2 separate regions of the Mus musculus genome follow, and region 1 is linked to region 2. Evidence: chromatin contacts called from public HiChIP or PLAC-seq data. All regions are on one chromosome and are shown on one strand. Each heading gives the region's core, a stretch centred on a gene start, on an enhancer-like site or on the middle of the called end of the contact. The rest is flanking DNA. Distances are from core to core; before and after follow the strand shown.

Region 1 (5,074 bases), core at 1,216-3,715, 180 kb before region 2:
ATCAGCAGGTCAAAAAGAGTTAATAGGCATAAAAATACTAACTAAACACCTCCAAGTCCTGTTCCAGGTCCTGGGAGCGTGACAAGGGAAACCGAACCCATGCCTGCTCTCACCCAGTTTAAATATGCAGAAAGGAGAAGGTGTCAATACAGGAAGATCTGTCATCGTAAAATGGTAGTAGTAACAAGAGACCTAAGGGTCACATGGGGTGAGCACTAACTTCACTGTGCATGCCTATTTCAGGGCAGAGCCTGATATGAAGAACAAAGCAGCTAAGGCAGGAGCAAACACATCCCTGGGTACGGAGCTGCCAGGGTTGGCCAGGCAGTGCCAGAGGGGAAGTCACTATGAAGTGTGAGATGTGTAGTCAGGAAAAGATAGTCATCACATACTAAATAATAACTGTCCCCACTTTGTGTTTTATTCGTTATGTTTTTTGTGGTGGTAGTGATGGTGGTCTTGGTGTTATTTTGTGTGGTCTTGGTTTTATTTTGTGTGCCATAACCTCACACAGCCCAGGCTGACTTGAACTTGCTCTACTGCCAAAGCGAACCTTGAATTTCTGACCCTCCAAAGTGTAAACATTACAGGTGCAGACCACCATACTCAGCCTTTTTGTTTGTTGGTTGAATTTTTGGGACCAGATCTCACCATGTAGCCCTGGCTATCCAGGAGTCAGTATGTAGACCAGGCTAGCTATTAATACATTGCAATCCAGCTCCTGACTCTGCCTTATTGATGTGAATATAGATTGTAGCCCCTTTGAGAAAAGAGAAAGGGAAGGCAACAGATGTCAGCACATGAAGGTGTTTCTGCTACAGATTCTCAACGCAACTCAGATTGGTGGAAAACTTCAATCTATGCAAAGTCAAATGCTGAAGATAACAGGAATTTAAAACAGAAAAATGGGACATTCAAAACCCATAAAAACCGAGGAGGCTGATTCCATGACAGACTTCAAATTGGCAGTTACGGAGGCTAGGCCTGGGGCTGGGGAGATGGCTCAGCAGGTACTGACTGCTCTTCCATAGGTCCTGAGTTCAAATCCCAGAAACACATGATGGCTCACAACCACCAGTAATGAGATCTGACTCCCTCTTCTGTCATGTCTGAAGTCAGCTACAGTGTACTTACCTAAAAAGAGACTAGACCTGAATCTGTTTCCAAGATCTGGGCAACTCCAGGTCTGTCACCTGGCCTGAGGCAAGGACAGCAGCGGTTTCCAGACATCTCCTAAGAAGTTTCCAGCCAACAGATTACCATAAGGGTCACTGACCCTGGAAGTTACTAATGTGCTTTAAACCAGACCTGCAAGGTTCCGGTATTGGGAAACCCCAGCATGTTGGACTTCTACAAAATAAAACACTCTGTGTTTACATACTATTTGAGTCCAGGGTATCATTCTTTAGCGAATATGGAACCTTACACAACTTTAAAACAAACATTACCAAAATCAATGATCCAAATTAAGACACTAATAAAAATTTTAGTGGCTAACTTCTCATGAGAAAAATGTTTAATTTCAGGTAGAAAAACAAAAACCAGACTGTTTGAGACTGCTGAACAAGACTTGAGCAGAATCCAATCCCAGGGGTACCAATGCAGTAAAAGACAAAAAGCCTGGAGCCCTTAGAGTACTCCCAATACAAGGGAGGCAGAAGCTGAGGCAGGGGCATAAATGCAAGTGTGAGGGCAAACTAGTCTTCATATCGTTTTCCAGGCCAGCAGGACTATAGTGTGGGGCACTCTCCTAAAAAGGCAAAATGGGGTGAAAGGGGAGACACTGAAAAGCTGGTCGGCCAAACATCCCTGAAGAGTAAGCAAGAACTCAGTAGCCTCCTGAGCTGCTCCGGTTCATGAGCTCTACTGTTGCTGCTCAGGCAAAACAAGAACCAGGAGGACAGGGTGCAGAAGCCAGAGCAGCTGTCTTGTTACAGCCACTCAACTTCCCTGTTTTCCACACCCTGAGCCATTCTTTTGAGCTTGTCCTCAAATTTCCACGCTACTTAAACCCATGAGATATATGTGGTATTTTGCAAGGAATGGAAGTCAGTAAATTAAATGATTCCAAACTTTCCTTTATTCCTGAACTCAGCAGCTTTCATTCCACTATCCACACTGACACTTGAGCCCTCCTCAGGCAGCTTCAAACCACAGCCAGTACGTAACACCATGTACACAGGTGTCATGTCCTACGTGCATGTGGGCAGAGTGCCACTGTGCACAAGTGCAGGTCAGAGGACAGCTTCACCAAGTCCTTTCTCTCATTCCAACATGGCATTCTTATGGACTCAGACTATGAGTCTTGGAGGAAAGCGACCTTACCTCACTGGCCGACGTCATGTTTGCTTAAAGTTAATAGTAAACTACTTGGGGGGGGGGGGGAACACCGCACTTCTCAACTTGTAGAAATCATCTATGCCACTTTGTCAAAACAAAGGGAGCAACCTACCAGGGTACCCATCCAGAAGTCTGAGTCATTTGACAAACACAAAAAAGATAAAGGAGCCATGAAGCTCGCCAGCCTGTGCTGCACAAGAGCTGACCCAAAAAGCAAAGAGATTGAGAATTAACAAGTTCAAAAACACATCCACAAGCAAGCAGAGTGCAGCCTCAGGGGTCAAGTTACACACCCAAAGGGACAGGAGGCTACAAGAGGAAGAGCCCAAAGGAACAAATTCCTCCTGACTGCCACACAGAGCAACACCAGGGCAAAGTGCCAGAACACACTTCTCAGTGCAATTTCCTTCCTAATTAAAATTTACTGGTGAATTTTTAATTCTTTGAAAATATCAGTGAAGTACTGTGGCAATCACTTTAGTTCATTTGTAAACTAGAAACCCTGTTTCTCAAATGCAGATCTGGTTCTGAAGAAATAATCAAAACATTCCTTTCTGACGATTATTTGAAAACACCAGATCTTGACAGCTCAGTTAACTTCTACACATCCCTCTACTCCACACATCTCCAGTAGTTTTGGATTATCTAGGAAGTATGCATCAGTAGCTAAGGTCATGTCCAGCTCACAAGCGTGAGAGCCACTTCTATTTCTTTCTCCCAACTCTAACCCTCTCTTTCCTCTTCCATCTGTTTTGTTTCCACTCAGAACCATGAAATGAAAGAGCTCTGCCATCAGTCAACATTCAACACAGACCCAAAATGAAAGTGAAGTTCCTTCCATGACACAGCAAGTGACTTCAAAAGTCAGCAGGAGACAGAATGCATGACTTGTGCACTGCATAGCCTCAAAGCCTTACACGTGCACCGCAGTGAAAGGAAAGACCACCTGAGGTATATGGTGGACCAAGAGCTCACATAAGACCAGAACCAAAGAGAAATGGTTTAGTGAGGATCCAGATTACAAAGAACAGGGAGTCAAGAACCAACACAGAAGACCAGACAATGATTCAATCAGCTATAACTAGTAACCTCAGATCCAAGTCTTCTTTACCCTGGTTTTGGGAATATTCCTGGTTTTAACAGCATATCTGAGCTGTTCCAACCTCCCATCCCACACCCCAAAAAAAAAGATTCCATAGGTGGCCCTACCTTCAAAACAGGACACCCAAGCAGAACCTGATAATCTTATACTTTGAACACCATGAGTCAGAGGAGCAAGGAAGTGCTAGACCAACCTCTTTTCTGGGCCTATATGACCTTCAAAGAGACAAGGTTCTGGAAGGACCAGAAATACTCACTTCATTTAGAAAGCCTCACCAATTCAGTATGAGCAGAGTCTGCAGTTTGAACTTGATCAGGGGCTCCAAGGGAAACACTTGTAAGACAGGCGTCCTCAGGAAGGCCCTACCTGGTTACAAATAAACAATTAAATCAACGACATGTCTGCAGACATCTATCTGGTCTAGAAACAAGTGATGGCTCACAGACCCAAAACAAGGCTTTCAGAGAAAGCCAGGCACAATGACTCCCCTATGATGCCAGCACTCAGGAGGCTGAGGAGGGAAGAGGATCCGCTCAGGACTATCCTGGGCTACATAAGAAAGTCAATGGCGTGGAACAATAAATATGACCATAATTGGTTTGTCTGTGTTCTATCATCCAGAAAATCAATTTTCTTCCTATTCTGAATACTGATTCTAAACTCATAAACATAGAAAATTATATCTCTATATTACCTCAAATCCACAGTTCCCAAGTTCACTGAATAATAAAATACTGCCAAATAGTATAATCAATTTATAGGTTTAAAAAGAATGGTCATCAGACATGGAGAAATGGAGCTGGTGACTAGGAGGCCTTCTTCCTGCTTGCTCACTTTCATAGTAATGCATCTAGGCTGCTGGAGAAGAAACCTCCTCAACAGACTTATATCCCTGTGAACACCATGGGTTATAATAATAACTAACCCAGTTAAGATGTGCCTATAGGTCCAATAGTGACACATTATGTTACAAGGATAGCCAGTGGCTTTTTTTTTTCCTTTCCTTTTCTTCCTTTAATTGGTTTCAGGGCCAGTTCCACAGGAAGAAACTTCTATCTGGCATTCTAGGTTTAGCCAAGAACTCACGGCTCCAGAGTTCTAAACCCCAGGGGTGAGAATACTATTACATTGCTAAATGGGCACAATATTAAACCAGCTCTAGATAAATATATCTGTACCCACATATTAGTGCAGCACTCAGGCCTTCTAAGACAACATCTTTGTGCAGTGTTAATGCACAACTAGTCAGAATACAGAGAGGATCTGTGGAGTATTCATTCATACATGGGTTCCCAGAGTTCAGGGAACAGTGAGAACCAGTGGGTAGGGAAGGACTGCAAAAAGCAGACGTTCAGCAGGACTGTGCTAAACGGTGTCTCTTAACACTACAGGACTGTCACCAGCAAAAAGTCTCAGCTGTTGTGGCTGCCTGTGTAAGACCTGCATAATGATCAAGGCGAGCCAACATTCCAGTATAGGTGGTAGAGGGGTTCATTAGCTCCCACCCCTAACTAAGTTGATAGTGACAGTTGATGGCTTCTGGGAGAGGGAGAGTCAGTTTTATTTAAGGGTGGGCCAACAATGCTCCACTGGCTGACCCCACACCAATGTATATATGAGCAGCAGAAATTG
Region 2 (4,743 bases), core at 358-2,857:
TTCTCTCCATTTAGTTTGATGCTGGCTATAGACTTGTCATAAATTGCCTTTATTTGTTTATTTATGTCCCTTATACTCCTCATTTCTCCTGACCTTTTATCATGAAAGGGTGTTGGATTTTGTCAAAGTTCTTTTTAGCAGCTAGTGAGATGATCATGTTGATTTTTCTTTTCAGTTTATTTAGATGTTGGATTACATTGACTTGTTTTCATAGATCAAACCATCCCTTCACCTCTGGGATGATACCTATTTGATCATAATGAATGATCTTTTTGATGTGTTCTTGAATTTGATTTGCAAGTATTTAATGAGTATTTTTACACCTCTGTTCATAAGAGAAACTGGTCTGTAGTTCTCTTTGTTTGTTGAGTCTTTATGTGGTTAGAGTATCAGAGTAACCGTGACTTCATAAAATGAATTTGGCAATGTTCCTTCTGTTTATATGTTGTGGATAATTTGAGGAGTATTTATGTAAACACTTCTTTGAAAGTATTCTGTGCTTAACTATCTGGCCCTGAATTTTTCATTTTCTTTTTCTTTTTTTGGTTGTGAGACTTTTAATGACTGTTTCCATTTCACTAGGTGTTATAGGTCTGTTTAATTTTTTTTATCTGCTCTTAACTTAACTCTGGTAAATGGTACCAGAGAAAATCATCCATGTCTTTTAGATTTTCCAGTGTTACTTAGATCCATTTGTTTGGAATATCTTTTTTCCAACCCTTATTCTGAGCTAATATCTCTCCTTGATTTTAAGTTGTTTCTTGTATGTAGCAGAAGGATAGATTCTATTTTCAAATCCATTCTTTTAGTCTGTGGGATTCACAGGAGGCATGGACAGGGAAGACTTCAGCTGGTGCTCTGTTGCACGTTCTAGGGACAGACTTGAGGACTGGGTCTGCTGGAACAGAGAGAGTGGAGGGTGTTCATGGGCATCCTACCCATTCTTCTGGCAAAGCATGGCCTGTGGTTGAGCAGAAGGTCTTCACCCAAGTTGTGGGTTGGGACACCAGGAATTTGTTTTAATGAAGGTATTTGAATCTGGTGTTTTCATTGTAGAAATGTTGAATGTTTCAAAATAGTGATTCAATTTCCTTAATAGTTATAGCATTGTTCATAGTTTGTATATTTGTTGAAAGCAACTTTAGAGAGTCATATTTTTCTAGCTTCCAACCTATTACTTCTGTATTCATTTTTGATGTTTTCCATCCAAAATTCCCTCTCCTCACTCTCCCTTTCCTTTCCCACTGCCTCTTCTTCTTTTTCATCTCCATCTCTGTTTTTTTTAAAAGACACATTCTTATGTAGTCCAGGCTAGCCCAATACTTTCAATATAGGCAAAGTGACATCAAATCAAACCAAACCACCATGGACAAACTAAACATGACCAAAACGAGTTGACATTCATCCCACTGAGAGGCATTGACTGTGACCCTATTTTAGAGTTTGAGCTTTATGGATATTTGACCAATGGAATCTTCTGGATGTCCTCTGGTGCCACACTGAAGCTGCAGGAAGTGGTTTATACTTCAGTTGTACTTTTAGCCCCCAGATATCCTGCTGGGGAAATAGTACCAAACCACACAGGAAGCCCACATAGATGTTCCAGCTAACAGCCTAGCAGAGGTTGGCACCCAACACCAGCTTAACTTCCTGTGAGTTGGCCATGCCAAAGGGAGCCCTTGCCTTCCTGACTCAGGATGTCATGGCCAGCAAAGGAAAGCAATATGGGAGTCACCAGTATACTCTTCCTAATGCAGATCAGGGTATCTATGACTGCTGTTTTCAACCCTTCACTTGGGGAGTTATTTATTACACAGGACTCAATCGGTAGAATGCACAGACATCTTAATCTTACCCTTTTTCTTGATGCTAATATAATTCATGACGGTATCAGTAACATTGCTACCCACACATTAGACAAGAAATTCTAATTTTCCTCCATTCTTTTTTCTTCTTCCTTTTTCAAGACAGGGTTTAAAGTAGCCCGTACTAGTCTCAAACCTACTATGTAATCAGAAATGACTCTCAATTTCTGATCTTCCTGTCACATGCCTCTACTTAAGATCTGGGATTTCAGATGTGTCCCCCAGTTGTGTCACACTGGTGAGTTCCACAGATGTCCCATGACTTTCCCATTACCATCCATCTAACGAATCAGCAGGCTGTATGCTTCCAGATCTTGCCTCTGTGTACTTCCATCTCCTTCCTTTTCTCCATCCCTCTGTGGTGGTGACCTCTATATCTCAGTGTTTTGCTGGACCCTCTTATTGTACTTTCCTTATCTGTCCTTGTCTCACTCAGGAAGACTCCCTGCACTGCCATAACAATGTTCACAGATCCCACACGTGTTCCTTGTCTGCGTAGATTCCTTTGATCAAGAGTTAAAAATAGTTCCTTAGTTAAACAGTTAAGCATATCATGCAGGTAATGTGTGTCTCTTTGGAAGAAATCTGGGTTTGCAGATGTAAAATGGAAATGGGACTAAGGATTCAGCTCAGTGGGCAGAATGCTTGGCTTAGCTTTCAGGATCCCTTGGGGTCTCTCCCTGCACTGCATAAATCAGTCATGATAGCGTACAACTGTAATCTTAGCCCCTGAGAGACATAGGCAGGAGGATCAGAAGTTCAGGGTCATCCTTTGTGATACAGGGAATTTGAACCCAGCTTAGGTTACATGAGACCCTGCCTAATAACAAACAAACTAATAAAACTTTCAGCAGGAAGAATGAACATGAGGTTATAGTCTTAAGTATTTTCCATCCATGCCATCCTATTTCACCTTATTAAACAACCATACCAGAAATACTTTCCCTAGGAATGGTTAAAGATCAAGTTGGCTTTAAGCCAGTGATTAAGCAATGAAAAATGCAACAAAAGAAACAAACAAAAACCAAAATAACCAAGGGATCAATATCATTGAGATTAGAAGGGATACAGTTCGCAAAATTTTAGTACCTAGGTAAGTTGCATTGTGAGTTAAATAGAAATATAAGACCCAAGAGAGGAAGATAAGTTATATATTCATGCTTCTGAGCAGTAAAAGATTCTGTTCAACTGGTAATGAAACTTTTTATGCCCACTTGTTTATTATTTCTATTTTTAATTTATGTTTATGTGTGTGTCTTTGTGAATATATGCCAACTGTATATGGGTACCTGCAGAGGCATAAAGTGGACATTGGATCCCCTGGAGCTGGGATTGTGAGTTGCTTGGTATGGGTGCAGGGAACTAAGCACGGGTCCTCTGGCAGAGCAGTGAGGTCTCTGCAGACCTGAGCCTTCTCTCCAGCACATCTATGCCCATTTTTGTCATGAGACTAGATAACATTGTAGCAGCTACTGCACTACATGAAAACACCATAGATGGTACTTTTCAAAAGTCTAACAGCTCAGCAACATTATATAAGGTAAACTTTTGAAGGCCAGTTGGACAGAGCAGACACTTTAAGATCTGGTTTCAATAACAGAATTCATTTTCAATTTTCATGCATCTAACTTAACAAACAATGTGAACATAACTACAGTAATCTGTCTTTCTGTCATACAAATGAAGTTTGAGTGTAGATATTTCACACCCAAGGTTCAGTTTCTGGATATTTGAAAACCACTCATACCTGACAAGACTGACTGCACAAGATTTTTCTGAAAACAAAACAAAACAAAAAAACAAATACTGCTATAATCTCTTACTGCTTCTTCCAGATAGATAAACATTTCTTTAAAAAAATGAATTTAGATACTGTTTCAAAGATGAGTGTCTTTGCGGCAGTTGACCTTTGGTTTTCAGTAGTCACCTTGTCTCTGTTTTGTGGGTAAAGGCACTGATGACCTGAGTTCAACACTTGCGACACACTTGGCGAAAGGAAAGAATCAACTCCCACGAGTTGTCCTTTGGCTTGCACAAGCCCCTCCCTCTTCCTAAATATAATACATAAGTAAATAATTAAAAATAGAAATCCACATGATTAATATGCCATCATTTAATGGTGAATATTATTTGAAGTGGTGAATAATGGACAACAGTAACTTTTCTGCAATCCTAATATAACTGCCGAATTGTCTGGCGATTGCATAGTTAATGCTGTGAAGTAATGTTGCCACGGAACAAGGATCAATGCAAAGGCTATTGACCGCTTACTTTTCACATAAGCTCTTTCCACAACTGTGGTCACCTTTAAGTGCACACATGCATGTGGGCAATATGATTCTAACCCAAATTCCAATTCAAAAGGGGGCCATTTTGATTCACAAAAAGCTTTATCAGATATCATGGCAACAGTTGAAGAGGTAAAAGCAAAAGAAGGCAAGTGGCTTTCCCCACAGAAAGGGAATCCATTTCTACCTTTTTGTTTTAAAAATTCTCTTCTTCATGCATCTCAGAGGAAGAGGTGAGAGGGTTGTTTCTGACTACATTCCCCTGAAAGAAATGTGGAGGTCATGAGAGAGATTATGTGTTTTTCAAAGGATTTAAATTAAAAGACTTGGGAAGGCTTAGTTTTGGCAGAACTTAGTATCTACTCATCTTTGGGCAGATAAGAAGGAAAGCAGGGTTGGGAGACTTTTCCATCCTGTTGTGGTCTATAGGTGTAGTTTATTTGGTAGACTACTTGTGCATCCTACATAAATCAGTGGGTTCAATCCCCTGCACTTCATAAAGTTGGATGTGGTGTTGTACCTCTGTAATCCTTGTACTCCAGAGACTGAGGCGGTAGAATCTGGGGGTCAGTTATTCCTGGCTACATGGG

Evidence for each region. HiChIP or PLAC-seq counts read pairs in DNA pulled down with a chosen protein or histone mark.
Region 1: an H3K27ac HiChIP or PLAC-seq map of regulatory T cells shows a contact between it and region 2, with 5 times the contacts expected there. The contact joins two enhancer-like sites. A contact is called at or near these places in 2 of 15 datasets of contacts at CTCF or cohesin (CD8 T cells and the NIH/3T3 cell line), 2 of 484 Hi-C or Micro-C datasets (CD4 T cells and liver) and 4 of 115 datasets of contacts at active chromatin or transcription factors (CD8 T cells, embryonic basal ganglia, embryonic stem cells and 1 more).

What each region holds. Positions count from the first base shown.
Region 1 is chr3:22,088,147-22,093,220 of GRCm38.p6, reverse strand. The region is part of intron 1 of Tbl1xr1 (transducin (beta)-like 1X-linked receptor 1); the gene reads right to left. Among named protein-coding and RNA genes, the nearest start is that of Tbl1xr1, 14 kb to the right of the region's middle. Within about 2 kb of position 2,465, at least 133 of the 459 cell types and tissues checked have an H3K27ac peak or open chromatin away from gene starts, as enhancers often do. A contact at or near this core is called in CD8 T cells and regulatory T cells, where this site is marked.
Region 2 is chr3:21,908,120-21,912,862 of GRCm38.p6, reverse strand. All of the region lies in intron 3 of Gm31813 (a long non-coding RNA gene), which reads left to right. Among named protein-coding and RNA genes, the nearest start is that of Gm31813, 54 kb to the left of the region's middle. Within about 2 kb of position 1,607, at least 58 of the 459 cell types and tissues checked have an H3K27ac peak or open chromatin away from gene starts, as enhancers often do. A contact at or near this core is called in CD8 T cells and regulatory T cells, where this site is marked.